2 separate regions of the Cyprinus carpio genome follow, and region 2 is linked to region 1. A link is a contact called in public Hi-C data. All regions are on one chromosome and are shown on one strand. Each heading gives the region's core, a stretch centred on a gene start, on an enhancer-like site or on the middle of the called end of the contact. The rest is flanking DNA. Distances are from core to core; before and after follow the strand shown. Region 1 overlaps skida1 (SKI/DACH domain-containing protein 1). Region 2 holds the start of LOC122134000 (polycomb complex protein BMI-1-A).

Evidence for each region. A called contact is a pair of places that touch in the nucleus more often than the background predicts.
Region 2: a Hi-C map of skeletal muscle shows a contact between it and region 1, with 4 times the contacts expected there. The contact joins the promoter of LOC122134000 here to the enhancer-like site in region 1. A contact is called at or near these places in 5 of 8 Hi-C or Micro-C datasets (liver and skeletal muscle).

What each region holds. Positions count from the first base shown.
Region 1 is chrB24:11,797,706-11,800,405 of ASM1834038v1, reverse strand. skida1 (SKI/DACH domain-containing protein 1) reads left to right here. Exons shown (of 1, transcript XM_019066743.2): 1 at 1-2,673. The coding sequence ends at 371. Among protein-coding and RNA genes, the nearest start is that of skida1, 4.0 kb to the left of the region's middle. Within about 2 kb of position 1,340, at least 1 of the 8 cell types and tissues checked has an H3K27ac peak or open chromatin away from gene starts, as enhancers often do. A contact at or near this core is called in skeletal muscle, where this site is marked.
Region 2 is chrB24:11,880,692-11,883,391 of ASM1834038v1, reverse strand. LOC122134000 (polycomb complex protein BMI-1-A) reads right to left here and starts at 1,449. Exons shown (of 14, transcript XM_042751631.1): 1 at 1,149-1,449; 2 at 394-505; 3 at 226-289; 4 at 102-136. The coding sequence starts at 1,284.

The DNA of each region.
Region 1 (2,700 bases), core at 91-2,590:
GTACAAAAACCGAAAGCGTGAGAACATCCGCGAAATCAGTTGCCAAAGTTGACCGGAGCCCCCGTTTTGCAGGAAAATTCGCTAGCAGTGAGGGATCGAATGAAGACTGTGCGGGTGCGAGCAAACGCAAACGAGCGAGCGCCAGTGTAGCATCTCTGAAAAAGCCCTTCAGATTCATGGCGAATTTCCCCTCTCCGCCGTCTCTTGTTATTGGCAGCGATGGAGATTTGAGTCCCGCTTACTCTTTGAACTCTTTAAGAAGTAACCAACTGCCTCATCGTTCTCACCCAGTGTGGAGATGGCAGCTCGGTCATTCAGTTGTTCCTCCCCCTCCAAGCCACAAATTCAGGAAAGCCTCTGTTATCCCGTGAACTGTTGTTTTGAGCTCGGGGGGAAATGTCTTAAAACTGTGACAAGCACTGATTCCCGTTAGTTGTTTCGTTTTCATTGTTGTGTTGTTTTCAATGCATACGTTTCTGGCCTGTTGTTATGTAGCACACACCGTCCTCATATAGCACAGGCTGGTCTTGGATTCGGGAATATACGGAGATATTTATAATAAGCTGGTCTAGTTAAAAAAAAAAATACACACACACACACACACACACACACACAACCTTGTTTTCAAAATGACATTATTGACATCGTGGAGCTGTTTTTGACCTGATGGACTAGACTCTCACGGAGCAAATGTTGGCTCGTTCTTCAGGCAGGGACAGGGTTAACCATCTCTCAAAAGGATGGCGTTATAGTGATTGTCAGGTCTGTGTACACTAAAATGATGATTTTGTTTTTAAAACAACTGACTTTGTCGGTTTATTTTGGGCCAATGTTTTGTATTTTCCCTTGATGATTCATCCACATACTGTGTTTTGGAATTACTGTAGGCCGTTGATCCATACCTTTTTCTTATTTATTCATTTTATGGGTGCTCCCCAGTTGTTGGCGCTTGGCTGTGTTCACTCACACGCAGCGCACCATAACATAACGGTAGGCCAAACACAATGGCCCTCTAACTGACAATCAAGAGCTGTTTGATTTGCACGATGTAATAGAGGGAAAAACACCAAATCAAACTCCTTCTTTAGCACATTCATAGCTTAAGGTATAGAACAGCTAAAGCACAAATTTACCATGCATTGCACTTTGCTAATGCCCATTAAGGTGAATTCGTGACGTGTGTTTTTATTTTTCGATTTTCTTACGCAAAAGAGCCATCGCAAGTTAACCCAAAAAAACCTTTTTTAAGTCAGTAATTATTCATGTGGTGCTATTTCCAATATGTTCGTTTGCTTTTAGAGGAGGTTTTGCTAGTCGTTCTTATTGTAAATGTTGCCGATTTCAATGGAGCGACCTACAGAGAGACAGACAACTGCAAACGACAGTGTTTGTACATACGTGACAAAAAAAAAAAAGACCTCGGTGCTTAATGGAATATACACACATTCTGGTCAGGGTATACTTAGTAAATGTTTATTTCTCTTTGACTCAATAGCCTTGTCCTTTTCGTATGGTGTTTTGATTGTATTTTCTTTTGCTAGGCCTATTTTCCAAGGATATGGATTACCTTGGCACTCGAAAACGTATAACATTAAAAAACATGCAAGTGTTAACTTGGTGTTCCACTAGAGTACCCTGCCCCATATAAATGCCTTGTGATGAATGTACTGTGACTTACCATATTTGTTTACGTCAGCAAAAGCAGACTGCCTGCAAAACGGGCCTTTAAAAGCAAATTGTATCTGTGACTGGATCAGCCAATGAGCTAAATTAATACTTTTTTGATTATATTGCCAAGGGACGAAAATATCCAACTGCATTCTAATTTCCTAAACAAAACATAAATACAAAGCCTGTGAGTTATCACTAAATGAGCATAGACTATGCAGCTTTGGCTAAAGTGAGGCTACCGGGTTCACGTCATTCTGAGAAAACACGTAATAGACTTTAAAGGGTATTTAACGTATTAAGGCATGGGTCCATTACGTGTACTGTTTTGATTAACGTGTACAAGTGGGGATTGACACTATGTAGCCTATTAAGTGAAACTGCATCGCTTTGTGAATGTTCCAGTATGCGATATAGTGTGACACTCTGACAGGTGAATGATTAAAATATAGTAGTTCTATATTTTTGTAACTCGACTATTTAATGTCTGCTCTCTCGAGAGTATAAAAGGAACTTTTTGTTCCGTTCTGTGTCAAAGTGCACTGCGGACGGACAGAATAGCTATGTCGTCCCAACTTCAGAGGAATGAATTCAAAACTAGCCAAATTAAACAGAATGTAGCGCACACATCACAACCCCATAAAGTTAAAGAAATGCCTGATCTCCACAATGAACATAAATGGAAAAATGGGCGGTGACTCACTGTAAACATGGTAGGTTAGGAATTATCTGGTCAAGGTGGACTTTGTTTTTTTTTTTATCTTTCTGATTTTGCTACAATACTTGAGATCAGATTTTGACATGAGTTTTTTCTTAAATTGAAGTCACTGGTTGTTTATAAAAATGCATATTTATTTTTGTGATTTTCCTGGTTTTTGTATACCATTGTTGTGTAGGATAAATGCACTCGAAATGAAAACTTGAAAACGTGAGGTGGATTTTGAAGCACTTTCTTTTTCTTTTTATGGTGAAACTGTTCATTAAATACATCTGAGTGTGATGTGAGATGATCGTCCATTTTTAACTCATTAA
Region 2 (2,700 bases), core at 200-2,699, 83 kb before region 1:
AGAGTTACACATATTTTGCATGGTTCATTACACTCTGCAGAACAGGAAAAAGTCACTACTTAATTGGATGTAGTAAACAATGTATAAATAAATTTCCTCACCTTGACAACAAAGATTCCAAATTTTTCTTGTGTTTCTAAAAGAAAAGAAACATTTAATATGCTGCAGTACAACTGTACTTTAATTCAGAGGATGCGGATCATCATGGGCATACAAAAACATTACCTGGAATGAATTATAAAATGTATCCACTCTTTCATTCTGGAATCTGACGTCTTCAAGACATGAGCTAAAAGAGCACACGATATATTTAGAATGTAAAAGTTTATTTATTTATTTTTAATGCTAAACAGTTTTGTATAATCTTCAGAAAACCATTTCGGATCATGTTACCTGATAGTTGATTTATCTGCATTTTGCTTGACGCCTTCCAGAATAAAGGTCGTTGCCGCGGTATGACAGTGTTTCAAGGTAGTCTGGTCGATGTGCCTCAATTCTGGGTGACCTGCGAGAGATGAAAAATTGCTCTCAAGATAAGTTTATGTATGTGCGTGAGAGAGAACAAGGGAGAGCTTACGAGAAACGTACGTGAGTTGTTTTGAGCTGAGCCAACTAAACTAACAATGATTTGGCAATACAAATGATTTGCCATGCCAATTAAACGCGTTGAATACAAACTAAGAGAAAACGTAGATAAGCGGGGGGGGAAAACAGAGACGAAAAACATGCTTAGCGGATAACTAGCGCAGAGGAGGTATTAACTGCTATTTTACTTCGATGAAAGACATGCAGGCTACGTTTGCCTGTGTTTGACCATAACCAAGTAAATGTTCATGAGTCCTTATTAATTTCAGTTCTTAAAGAAGAAGAATTCATCGTTCACACCGTATGTGTTGTGTTATTAGCTTAGCTAATACGGCTAAGCGGAGGATTCATTACACTATACTGTGTTAGCACAGTATGCAAGCCACAAGCAAGGCTAGCGTTGGTCTGTCGGCCCTTGCATAGCTTTAGGGCTAGGTGATATATAATATGTGAAGCCTTAGAAAATAACATCAGCAACAGACACGGCGCAGCGCGACTTCCTTCTTGTCTGGAAAGCACCGGAAGTAATGCAGCACAAAGAAAAAAAAGCTCAACCATCTTACCTAGAACGCTTTCGCCTCGAGAGGAGTCTAGACTGTCGAACGCGACCTCCGTGAATGTCGTAAATGATTTCAGGTCGAACACATTTGGATCGGCCAGGGTTTGAAGCCCTTTCAGCACTGATTCCGACAACTCCATTTTGAGCAGACTCTAGCCTTGGTCACATGAGCGCGTCAGCTGATCTCAGGACTTGATTTGTCGGAGAATGAGACACAGTACTGATACACAACGCAAAGGCCTATGTACTTGCTGTATAACCAGGATAAAAGCACTCACATATTTATGGTTGTTAACGACCCAAGAGTGTTCTTTCCGCATTTTCAGTCCCGCCTGCTGGTAGACGTTTGTCTGGCGTAACACATCCAGCGCATCCGTATTTCTACCGCTGCATGTCTTTATTTTTCAAAATATATTAGATTGATTCTTGAGGAGGCAGAATTCTTAAAGGCTTCAGCGCAGCTTCATTATACTGCTTTTTATTCAACAAAGCAGGCACCTCATTATTTCGGCATACGATATTCTGTAGCTGTTTGTCCGCAGGCTCAGTTCTGACGAGCGAAGGCAGCTCAGTTCCTCTGCCAGTCACCTTTGGAAGATAAACCTTAGCTATAAGTTACTCCTCTTAAACAGCTCTTTAATTACAAAATAAGTAACATATTGTTTTACAAAACACAGAAACAAATCTACTTTCAACCATATAGTTTCCAAAAGCTAAGCAAAGAGGAAAGATCTAAAATTTTGCAAAGCACAACCTCCTTAAACTTTTTTTAAATTACATGGTTCTACAGCTATTTCGCTCTTAACCCTTTACACCCTTTAAAATGTTTTCACTGTATTTATTTATTTATTGATATAAAAAAGTTATTAATGTCACAGATTAGTGGTTTCTGCGTTCTTTAAAACACAACTCTAAAATCTCAAATTTCTTATGACATCGATTGTAAATTCTATTTTGGCTCTAAGTGGAACCTCTATTTTTGTGTATCGGTTACAAATCAGCTTAACAGAGTTGTCATTTTTACTAGCGTCGATCAGCACTGAAGAAACAAAACTTTCATTCATAAATGTTATAAATTAGTATTCCTACTAATATAGGTGGATATAGAATACAGAATATAGGTGTTTAGATATAGAATAGACAAGTGCAAAATATTTTACTATATATAAATACAATTATTTTGTCTCTTTATGTTCAAGATTTCTGAAGCAATGTTCCAATTTTATTTAAAAAAAGATTAGACAAATGTCTACAGAAAGTAGAATCTGTGACAAATACAGATGTCAGACAATTTAAACGGAGTATTGATAATGTGACATACATAGAGATTTTAATAAAATTAAAGTTAAAATTTGCCCTCCTTTTGTTGGTTTTCAAAAAGTTTGAATCAGTGGTGTTCATCAAATAAGTAGCCTACTTGTTTAATTATTAGGATACATTTAATCTTTAAAAAATACTGTATGAATGATGATGTCTTTAAATGTATTCGCATGTTTGTTCTGTTACATTTATTTATTTGTTTGTTTTATTTTTATTTATTTCGTTAATTCATTAAT